2 separate regions of the Muntiacus reevesi genome follow, and region 1 is linked to region 2. Evidence: chromatin contacts called from public Hi-C data. All regions are on one chromosome and are shown on one strand. Each heading gives the region's core, a stretch centred on a gene start, on an enhancer-like site or on the middle of the called end of the contact. The rest is flanking DNA. Distances are from core to core; before and after follow the strand shown.

Evidence for each region. A called contact is a pair of places that touch in the nucleus more often than the background predicts.
Region 1: a Hi-C map of muscle shows a contact between it and region 2, with 4 times the contacts expected there. The contact joins the promoter of TMED4 here to the promoter of CCM2 in region 2. A contact is called at or near these places in 2 of 3 Hi-C or Micro-C datasets (blood and muscle).

What each region holds. Positions count from the first base shown.
Region 1 is chr6:72,895,103-72,900,345 of mMunRee1.1, reverse strand. It overlaps TMED4 (transmembrane p24 trafficking protein 4), which reads right to left and starts at 3,189. Exons shown (of 5, transcript XM_065939710.1): 1 at 2,992-3,189; 2 at 2,698-2,798; 3 at 2,460-2,585; 4 at 1,877-2,023; 5 at 364-1,402. The coding sequence starts at 3,118. The coding sequence ends at 1,253.
Region 2 is chr6:72,659,257-72,663,933 of mMunRee1.1, reverse strand. CCM2 (CCM2 scaffold protein) reads left to right here and starts at 2,333. Exons shown (of 10, transcript XM_065939435.1): 1 at 2,333-2,527. The coding sequence starts at 2,498.

The DNA of each region.
Region 1 (5,243 bases), core at 1,940-4,439, 240 kb before region 2:
ATAATGTATTTTAAATAAATAAAACCATGAAATAAAATGTCAAGAATGGGCAACTAATGGTATTAAGTTTTATATGGCAAAAAGGCATGAGGGAAGTATGCTAAGATGTGTTTACACTTATGATTCCAGGGAGCTAAGAAACAGATACTTAATCCCTTCACAGGATTCCTTGCTGTCAAGCCTACGTGGCTGCCCTCTGTGCATGGCTGAGCCACCACCCTGTCTGTTCCCTAGCCTCACAAGCCCACATGCCCAAGTCCGCTCCCAGTCAGCTGCAGAAGCACCCAGACCAAGAGCTTTTCTTCCATCTCCTTTGGTGCCTCCCCTCTGCCCACGGCCTCTTTATTTCATTTCAAACACAGCTACTACAACACGTTTTATTTCACTGGAAAAATCTGTATAAAGAACCAAATCTGGTTCCCGCAAGGAAAACATTTACCACAGCTTAAATAAAAGTTAAGGGAAACAGGAGGGTAACAGTGTCCTGCCTTGTGTGAGCTGTCACTGCCTCACTCTTGAATTCAGGCCCTGTGTGATGGAAACCACAGGTGTCCTGGAGAATTCTCTGCCTGGCCCTCTGATTAGGCCTTGAGAGCAGCTGCTCTCTGGCCCTGAGAGCTGAAGTCCTGGGAGCTGCCATGGTAGTTAAGTTATCAAGGATGTGTGCATAAACAATGCAGAAGGGACTGCACCAATGTTTTCAGCTAGTCACACAAAGGCAGTAACACTTCAACTAGGAAGGAAAATATATAATTTTATCAAAAAATAGTTCTAATATATAGAAAAACTTTTCAATCCTCTGGGGCCTTTGCCCCTATTTACATTCACAAAGCTGCTGAGTGAACCCAAGACTGACAGCAGAGCAGTGAGGCAGGCCTCCTCGATGGAGCATTTTGGTTGCCTACTTCGTAAGTAGATGAAGGGAAAGGTTAAAGGCGTAGGAGGGTTTTTCATTTGCTCATTTTATGAGAAAGAGGGGAATCACTGGATGCAAAAGAAGACTTAGTCCTGGGTCAGTTCCAGCTCTGCACAAACCCCAAGACAGATCTTTGAAAGCCTGGACCAGTGTCCTGTGTCCTTGAAAACCAGTGTTAACAAGTGGTTGATCTGAATGCTTTGTTGCCATGGAACCAATGTGGCTTATATTCTTTTTTCACTTTTTTTTTTCCCTCAGAATCCAGGTGGATAAGATATTGGGTGGGGAAAGTACCAAATAATTGAGGTGACAGGAAAGGGTCATGTGGTGAGGACACTACACCAGCTTCTTGGCCTCAAAGAAGCTCTTGAGGTGACGCATCTGCCAGATGCCAGTGAGGATGAGGATGACAGTCTGAGCGATGGACCACCACAGGACCCTCTGGTTGGTGCTCTCACTGATCAGACGGAAGCGCTCTTCACGATACTGCGTAGGACAATGAACCCAGGGTTAAATGTGCAGGAGAGACAGTCTCAGCTGTTGCAAGGTCCTTCCCTCCCATGCCACTGCTCAACTGTGGGACCAAACACCTTTTGAAATACTGCCTCTGATTCCCCTGAGAGTGCCCCAAGGAAGTAACATGCTGCCCCTCCATGAGCTTCTCTGCTAGAACAGAAATCACATTCTTAAACCACTTAAAGCAAGATCCCCCCCAAAAAAAAAGAAAAAAAAAAGCAAGATCCCAAAATAAGGAGGCAGGCAATGGATTTTGCTAGAGGGTGAACTGTCCTCTCTACACTTCATTCTACAGAGCTGAAAAATGGCCACCTGCACTGATACCCTCCATTCCAGTCTTTGAACAGCCGGCTTCCCGAGTAGGGAAAGCCCCAGGAAGACACTGCCAGGTGTAATGGGTATAAAGGTCAACTGCCATGGCCAAGTACAGTGACATGCCCTTACCCTTTGGTAATCCTGCTCCTTCTGGATCTGCTCCACCTGATCAAGCAGCTGGCGGGCTCGGAGCTGCAACTCCGTCAGCTTATCCTTGGCAGCAATCTCAGGGTAGTTGTTGGCATGCTCCCCAACCTGGATGTCTAGGTGCACACGCTAGGAGGAAACAAGGTTGGACCCCAAAGTCAGCGTCATTGTGACATTATGATGTCTAAGTGATGCAACCTCTGATGGTCTGTTCCAGGCTATGGAACATACTCTTGTCCCTGTGGGACAGGCGGGCAACGTCTATTTCTTACTTGTAACTGTGCCACAAGGAGTTACAAATGATGTGCATGCTTGCTAAGTCGCTTCAGTTATGTCCCACTCTTCGTGACCTTGTGGACCATAGCCCTCTAGGCTCCTCTGTCCATGGGTCCTCCAGGCAAGAATACTGGAGTGGGTTGCCATGCCCTTCTCCAGAGGATATGCCCGACCCAGGGATGGAACCTGCATCTCTTGGTCTCCTGCGTTGGCAGGCAGGTTCTTTAGTAAATCTAAACTTTGGAACCAAGTGACAGATTCTGAGCTATGGCCAAGAGAAAACTGTTACCAGTCTGCCTCCAGCAAAGAGAGCCATCCTGGTAGAGTTGGAGTGCAGGCAGATCTGATGGTCACCGGGAGTGTGGGAAGTGAAGGTGAAGCGGCCCTCTGAGCCGTACTGCCGGGAGAGCACCACCTGCAACAGAGCAGTCAGTGAAAGCCCACACCTTTACTCTAACCTCGCCAAGTGCAAGCTCGTGTCTTATGAGTTCTGTCCAACCCAAGAGCTCTAGTGAAGGTGGCCCTACCTTGCCTTCAGGATCCTTCACCTCCACATGCATGCCCAGGCCGGGCGTCGAGGGCAGGAAGACCTCCTTCTGTTTATCCCACATTTGGGTGCGGTAGTTCCCTGCGGAACAGACAGAGCTGTCACAACCCGCCTAGTCCGTCCGGCTCCCACACTCCGCGGCTCCCGGGACGCCAGGCAGGGGGCACTGCTCGCCCGGTCACCGTCCCGCGTCCTCAGAGTGCCGCTGCGAGCGGAGAGCCCGACGGCGTCTTGGGGACAACTCAGGGCCCGATCCACCCTCGCCCCGCCTGACCGATGACCATGGTCTCGTCGGGGATTTCCTCGATGAAGCAGCGCTTTTCGGTCTCGCCGATGTGGAAATAAAGCCCCCGGGCGCTTGCTGCGCACAGAGCAAGGAGCAGCAACGCCGGCAACCCCATTGCCCGCCGACGCCCAGCCGAGACACCTGCCAACGCGCGCCCTCTGCCCAGTGCGCATGCGCGCACCTGCGCCCCACTCCCTGACGACGCAGAACGACCAGGCGCAGGACGCGCTTGCGCGGTGACTCCCGCTCTGCGTCCGCTCCGCCCCGCCCCGCCCCGCCCCGCTCGCGTCCTTTAAGCCAAGTTACAGGGCCGAGGGGAGAGTGCGCAAACGCAGGACGCCCGGAGACTGACTGGTCCCTCCCTCTCTCTGGAGGCGTAGTGGGTTCCGTCAACAACCAAAAAGCTGCTTCTCCTCAGTGCGCATGCGCGCGCCTGCGCCCTGCTCCCAGCAAACGCGGCGTGGCAGAGCAAGCGTACGGAAATGTTCACAACCCCTTCGCCCCTGCTGCTTACCCGTCAGCCTGCGCTGGGGCTTGAGTCCCGTATCCGGAAGATTGGGTCGACGTAGGCTTCCGAACTCGGGGTCCACCGAGGAAAGGAAAGTCGGAGTCCCCGGACCGACAGACCGTTCACGAGACTCCGACTAGGCGGATACCGGTGTGAGAAATCGTGTAGGAGCCTCAGGCACATTCGGTGCCGCCAGGAATAGGGGCTCACCGAGCCTTTGGAAGCCTTGACCTCGGGGTGGAGGCCTCACCTGGGTGGGGCTCCAAACAGACCTACAGGAAACGGTATTCCAAGCCGTGAGGCGCCAACAGGTTTAGGTGTTCCAGATTTTAGGAGTTTATCGGTTTTGTTGCTTGAGATGACAGTGTTGGAATGATTATTTTCTGACACTCCTCTGCTAGGGGTATACACCGAAGTGCTCACAGATAGTCACCCGGGGGTGCTTACCAGTAAGAGAAAGTGGAGATTGGGCTAAAGGTGAGAGATGTGTGGGAAGAGGGACAAATAGAGACGGTCCAGTGGTCACTAGAACTGCACCAAAAGGGCGAGGCTCGGCGGCGTCTCCGCCTCTGTTTCCAGCCCTTATTGTTCTCTCTCAACTTGTCCAGCTGCTCATTGTCTTCTAGGTGAAGATGTGGAACATGCAGTCTCTCGGGCTGTGGGTCTGCTCCACTGTCTCACGGTGGTTTAGGGCTCAGAGTGGAGAGAGATGTGAAACAGAACAAAATCCAGCCTCTTGGGTCTGATGGGCCCATGACAAGTGCAAGTGGGGGCCCAGAGCTTGTTCTGCTGCTTCCCATCCTTCCTAAACACAAACCCTGTAAAAATCATTCTTACCGCGCTTACCGTGGTTTAGTCACTAAGTCGTGTCCGGCTCTTGCGACCTCACGGACTGTACCCTGCCAGGCTCTGTCCATGGGATTCTCCAGGCAAGAATACTGGAGTGGGTTGCCATTTCCCTCTCCAAGGGTCTTCCCCACCCAGGAATCTGCTTAGTGTTGGATATGTTCCTATTTATCTCTTAAAAAGTGGGATTGAACCAAGGCAAATATCCTAGTGGCTTTAAAGAAGTTTTACAAGGAAACCCTGAGCAGCAGCAGTTGTGCAGTGAGGACGGAAAATAAGATCTCTTTTATCAGAAGCTGGAAATTTGAGTTTAAGTATGAAATCTGATTTTTAAATATTAGCATATGGCTCAGCTTTAATGAAATGGACAAGAAGTCACAGTCTAGCCACATTCAGCAGTCAGTCGTGAGAACAACTTGTGATCTCATCCAAATTCAATAGGGGACAGTCTTCTTGTTTAAGTGATGATCTCTGTGCAGTTTCCTCCCTTTTCCAAGGTTCTGTGTCCTTCACCTTCTTTTCTTTGAGCAAACTGGTGCAACTTGAGAATGAATATCTGGGCTAAGAAAATTGAGGAAAAGTCTTGAAGAAAACTTAGAATGAGGAGGTCTATGAGGCATGTTTACATCTCCTAATGAGAGCATTCCTCTTGTGGGACAGAGGAAGGCAAAAAAGAAGCCAGAAAGGTCCTCACTGGGTGTGGAATTAGAGCAAAGGAAGGTTGAAAATTTGTCTTAAAATTTTTACTAAGAGAATTTCCAAACACATAGAATAGTTAACAATGAGCTTTCAAATACTAGCAACCAGTTTCAGCAACAATCAAAATTTTGTCTTATTTTATTTATCCATTTCTGCACTTTTTTCCTGAAGTGTGTTAAAGATTCCC
Region 2 (4,677 bases), core at 1,084-3,583:
TCCCACACTTCAGCTTTATGTGCCAAAGGGACTGGAATACCTAATGCCTTTAGGGAGTACTAGAGACCACTCACTTTTGTGATATCTTTATCAAATAGGATTCAATCAGGAGATAGAAACAGTGTAGGAAACATTTACTATAAAGAATTATTAAGTATAACAGAAAATTAGGGTAACAAGGGAATCGGTATTAAAAGTGAAAAGAACTCTGAATACAAGAAACTACTGTAATGAAGGCTACTGCAGGGAACACAGGCTCTTCCTTCCCCTGGGGCTGAGGTCCAGACTTTGTCAGAGATAGGATAGCTACAGCTCACCGAATGGCAGAGAGGTGCTGGCAAAGCTTGCTGAAGTCTACCCTCTACTGCAGTGGCCCCCAACCTTTTTGGCACAGCACCAAGGACCAACTTTGTGGAAGGCAATTTTTCCACGGGCATGGTAGCGGGGATGGTTCAGTCAGTACTGTGAGCAGTGGGGAGCCACGGGAAAGGCACATGAAGCTTGGCTTGCTGGCCCACTGCTCACCCCCTGATGTGTGGTGGCTTCGTTGCTAACAGGCCTCCCAGAGGATTGGGGACCTCTGCTCTAGAGTGCCGGGAAAACTGTTCTTGGAGTGGGTCTTGCTGACCACTCCGGATATAAAACTTCTCAAGATGAGTGCTGAAGGAATCTGCCGGCTGCTGGGTGTTGCTGGCAGGCCCCCACTGCAGTCAAGTGCTTGGGAGAACCCAGAGTAGGAGAAACTACCCCTGATGTAGGAAGGTGTACGCTTCAGAGGCTTCTTTAAGCATGTGCCTGCCAAGAAAACTCACTGAATCTAGGTAACAAAGCCCCTTCCCTCTCACACTGTCTCCAAGAAGTTTCTCCTGGCAAAGCAAACACTGGGTTACTCGGCAAAGGACTAATGCTCAAAAGGCCAAGCTCCATCCTGCGATGAGAATTGAGAGTGAATGTCAAGCTGAGAGATAATCTACTGACAGCTGCCACAGGAAGCAATACTCTTAAAAAAGATCAGTTGAGGCAATTAGTGGTTTGTTTCGTGTGAGTTTACATGCTACCTGTGCTGCAAGGTTCTTACTGGCAGCTGAGTTGTGGCAAAAGAGTGGGCCTGCTGCAGCTAACTCCAATTTACAGTGTACTTTTGGGCAAACCAATCCATCCGGATCTCATTGTAAAAGTACTTCTAGGTGACTGGTTAAAGTTCGAATAACTGTGGTGTTGGAGAAGACTCTTGAGAGCCCCTTGGACTGCAAGGAGATCCAATCAGTCCATCCTGAAGGAGATGAGTCTTGGGTGTTCATGGAAGGACTGATGCTGAAGCTGAAACTCCAATACTTTGGCCACCTCATGCGAAGAGTTGACTCATTGGAAAAGACCCTGATGCTATGAGGGACTGGGGGCAGGAGGAGAAGAAAACGACAGAGGATGAGATGGCTGGATGGCATCACTGACTCGATGGGCATGAGTTTGAGTGGACTCCGGGAGTTGGTGATGGACAGGGAGGCCTGGCGTGCTGCAATTCATGGGGTCGCAAAGAGTCGGATACGACTGAGCGACTGGACTGAACTGAACTGAACTTCTAGGTGACAGGTTAAAGTTCGAAGTTCTATTCTATAGGGTTCGGACGTATTCTGTTGCATTTAAACTGTCCTGAAGGATTTGTATAGGAAGTCTGGAACATAGGCAGTCTTCCTAGTGCCTGCAGGAATGGCAAGTAAAGGGAGAAAAGAAAAGGGAGTGGTCCTGCGCCCCTCGCCCAGGCCCGGCTCCTCCAGCAGGCCCAGCTTTTGGCTTCCCGCCTTCCCGGTTCCGCAAGCCCCGCCCTTCTATCCCCACCGCCCTCTCCGCCGGTCCCGCCCCTTCGTCAGCTCCGCCTTTCCCTCCCACAGGCCCCCTCCCAAGGCCCCACGCCCTACCTTCTTCCGGCGCTTTACCTTCCCCACAGGTCCCACCCGTCCCGCCAGCCCCGCCCTCCGCTTCCTGTCGGCCCTAGCTCCCTCTCCCTGAGCGCGAGGCAGGCTGGGAAGTTGGCTGCCGTAAAGATGGCGGCAGACTTGAAAAGCTGGAGGCGCTCCTGTAGCTCTGAGGGGCAGGAGGACGGGCTGAAGGCGGGGCAGGCGCGCTCCGGCCCTCCCAGACGGGCGTGGCGGGGGTGGTGGGTAGGGGCGCGACAGACGCGCTCCCGCGTCCTGAAGGGGCGGGGAGGGCAGGCTAGCTCTCGGCGGCTCTGAAGGGTTGGAGGCGGGGCGTGTGGGCCGAAGGGGCGTGCGCGCACGGGGCGGGGCGTATTTGCGGGGGCGGGGCCGCGCCCTCGGCCCGGAAGTGCGGGGTGTGGGGTGCAGGGCGCGGACGGCCCCTGGCGGCCACGGGCGGAGACTGCGGCCGGGCGAGCGGCGCAGGACCGGCGGTGGCCGCGGGGCCAGGGCGAGCATGTAGCGGCAGCGGGCGGCGCGGCGCTCCCGGGGCGGGCCAGGCCGCGGGGGCCGCTCGCGGAGACATGGAGGAAGAGGGCAAGAAGGGCAAGAAGGTGAGCCTTCAGAGCGCGTCCGCCCGAAGGCTGAGCCGGAGGCGTGCTGGACCCCAGACCTAGGCAGGCGGAAGGCTGAGGGGCTGGGGCTGGGCGGGGAAGGGCTCGGGGGACTTGAGAGGGTCCCTCGGGGCTGCCCGTCGGTCGGCCGGTACGGGGCGTGGGAAAGTCTGGCTTGGGAGGTCCGTGGAGGGGAGTTCTGATTTAGGAGGTTCGGTGTGGGGAGGTCTAGGGCGGGAGTCCGGCGTGGGAAGGCCCGGCACGGGAAAGTCCGAGGTGGGAGTCTGGCGTGGGGAGGCCCCAGGTTGGAAGTCCGGCGTTGGGAGGCCCGGAGGCTCACTCTGTTGGAGGTGAGCGTGGTGGGCACGCCGGGGTCCCCAGGTGAACGGCGCACGGTCGGGTCCGGGACTGGGTCGCGGGAGTCAGTCTCCGCGCTGGAGTAGGAGACGAGCCCCTGGACAATGGGTTTAGGTGGTCTTTTGCCTGCAGGGCGCGTGGGGGAGGAAGGAGCCACGCCTTTCCGCCCCTTCCGGTCAGTGACTCTCCCCCAAACCTAGGCTCTCCACATGGCCTTCCCGGCGGGTGAGTGACCAGGGGCTGCAGAGCAGCTGGCCCCGGTTATGGGCCAGAAAGTTTTCTAGGGTTAGTGTCTTTTAGAAAATGGGGCGTAAGGTTAATGTAGAAACATTTGCTGCTTAGTTGACTTCATTATTGGAGTATCAAGTAAAAACAAAAACTGCTTCATGATACAGCCGGTTCACGCTTCTGCCGGCGCGGGCTGAGTTTTGCTCTACCTAGTACCAGCTGAGCGATTTCAGTTACATTTAGCAGTTGGATTTAGGACATAGTTCAAGAGGCTCCTTAGTCTGTGTACTTTTTAAACTGTCTTTAATTACAGGCTCGAGTAATTGATAAAGAAACTCAACATTTCAAGGAGACAAATAACCACATGGGATAAGCTATCATTGAAATGAAAAGTGGATTTCAATGAAATGTATCTTTCTTAAGTACAGGCTTTATAATCCCAAGTGTCTTACTTGTTATTTTCATTTTTACGTATGTGCACTTTTATGCACAAGTTTAAAACAGACCTTTATAAATCTTTTGATTTTCTGCTCTTCAGAGCCAGCTGTGTCCTTCAGTTGAGGATTACTCATCACAAGGGGCCCCATTTCAAAAGGTATTTCAAATGAAGTGCAGCCAGATGATCTTCAGGAGATCGTGTTCTGCTTCTCTCACTTTATTTACTCATTGTTTTGTTATGTTTTTAGCACACCTGTCTAAATTGAAGTGCGGTATCAGTTGCAGTTACCCGCAAAGTTGGTTTAAGTCTGGAAAACAACCCAAGAAAGTGATTCTGTAAGCAATTGACCACAGAAGGATGCTGCCCACCAAAAAGGGAGAAATCTGAATTTAATGTTTCTACCAAAGCTGATAGAAGGCTCCGTAAGAAATGCAGTCAGTTGCATCCTTCCCTGTCATAGATAGGCAGGTGGGCCAGGGCCCTATAGGAGAAGGCCTGTCACCAGCACTCTTGGCTGCCAGCATTCTGTAGATTAGCTGGCTCAGTTCTAGAAGAGGACCAATCCTAGCCACATGGTATCTTCCATAGTCAGTCCAAATGTTGTCTGCTAAGGAGAATTATTCCTTTCAAGTGGGTACTAGCCTGTCTGTGACAGGGAAGGATGAGAATGACTGAATTTTTTCTAGAACTTTCTACCAGCTCCGGAAGAAATATTTGAATATTCAGCATATTGAGAGAGACAAAAGTGGTAAGACACTCCTGAGTTTTAGGACTAGAAGTAAAAAACCAGTGAAACTCAAGAATTTTATCACTGGGGGCAATGGAAAGATTTAAGTCTAGAGAAGATTAATACATTACATTGTTTATTAAAGGAGATAGTTTGTTATTACATAGTTGCCTAAGCCAGGAATTTTGTGTTTTCTCTGTATTTTGCCACTGCCCTAGCCCATTTTCCCACAGGCAGACTAGACAGAAGGCTCTGAGGCATAGATTCCTATCCAGGCCACGACTTAGCACACTTTATTTCTTACTCTCAGCCAATTGCAAGCCAGCAGAATCTTCCTGCTCTCTCCCCCATTCAATGTGAGGTCACATACAACTCAGTTTGATGCTTAAGTTAGTCTCA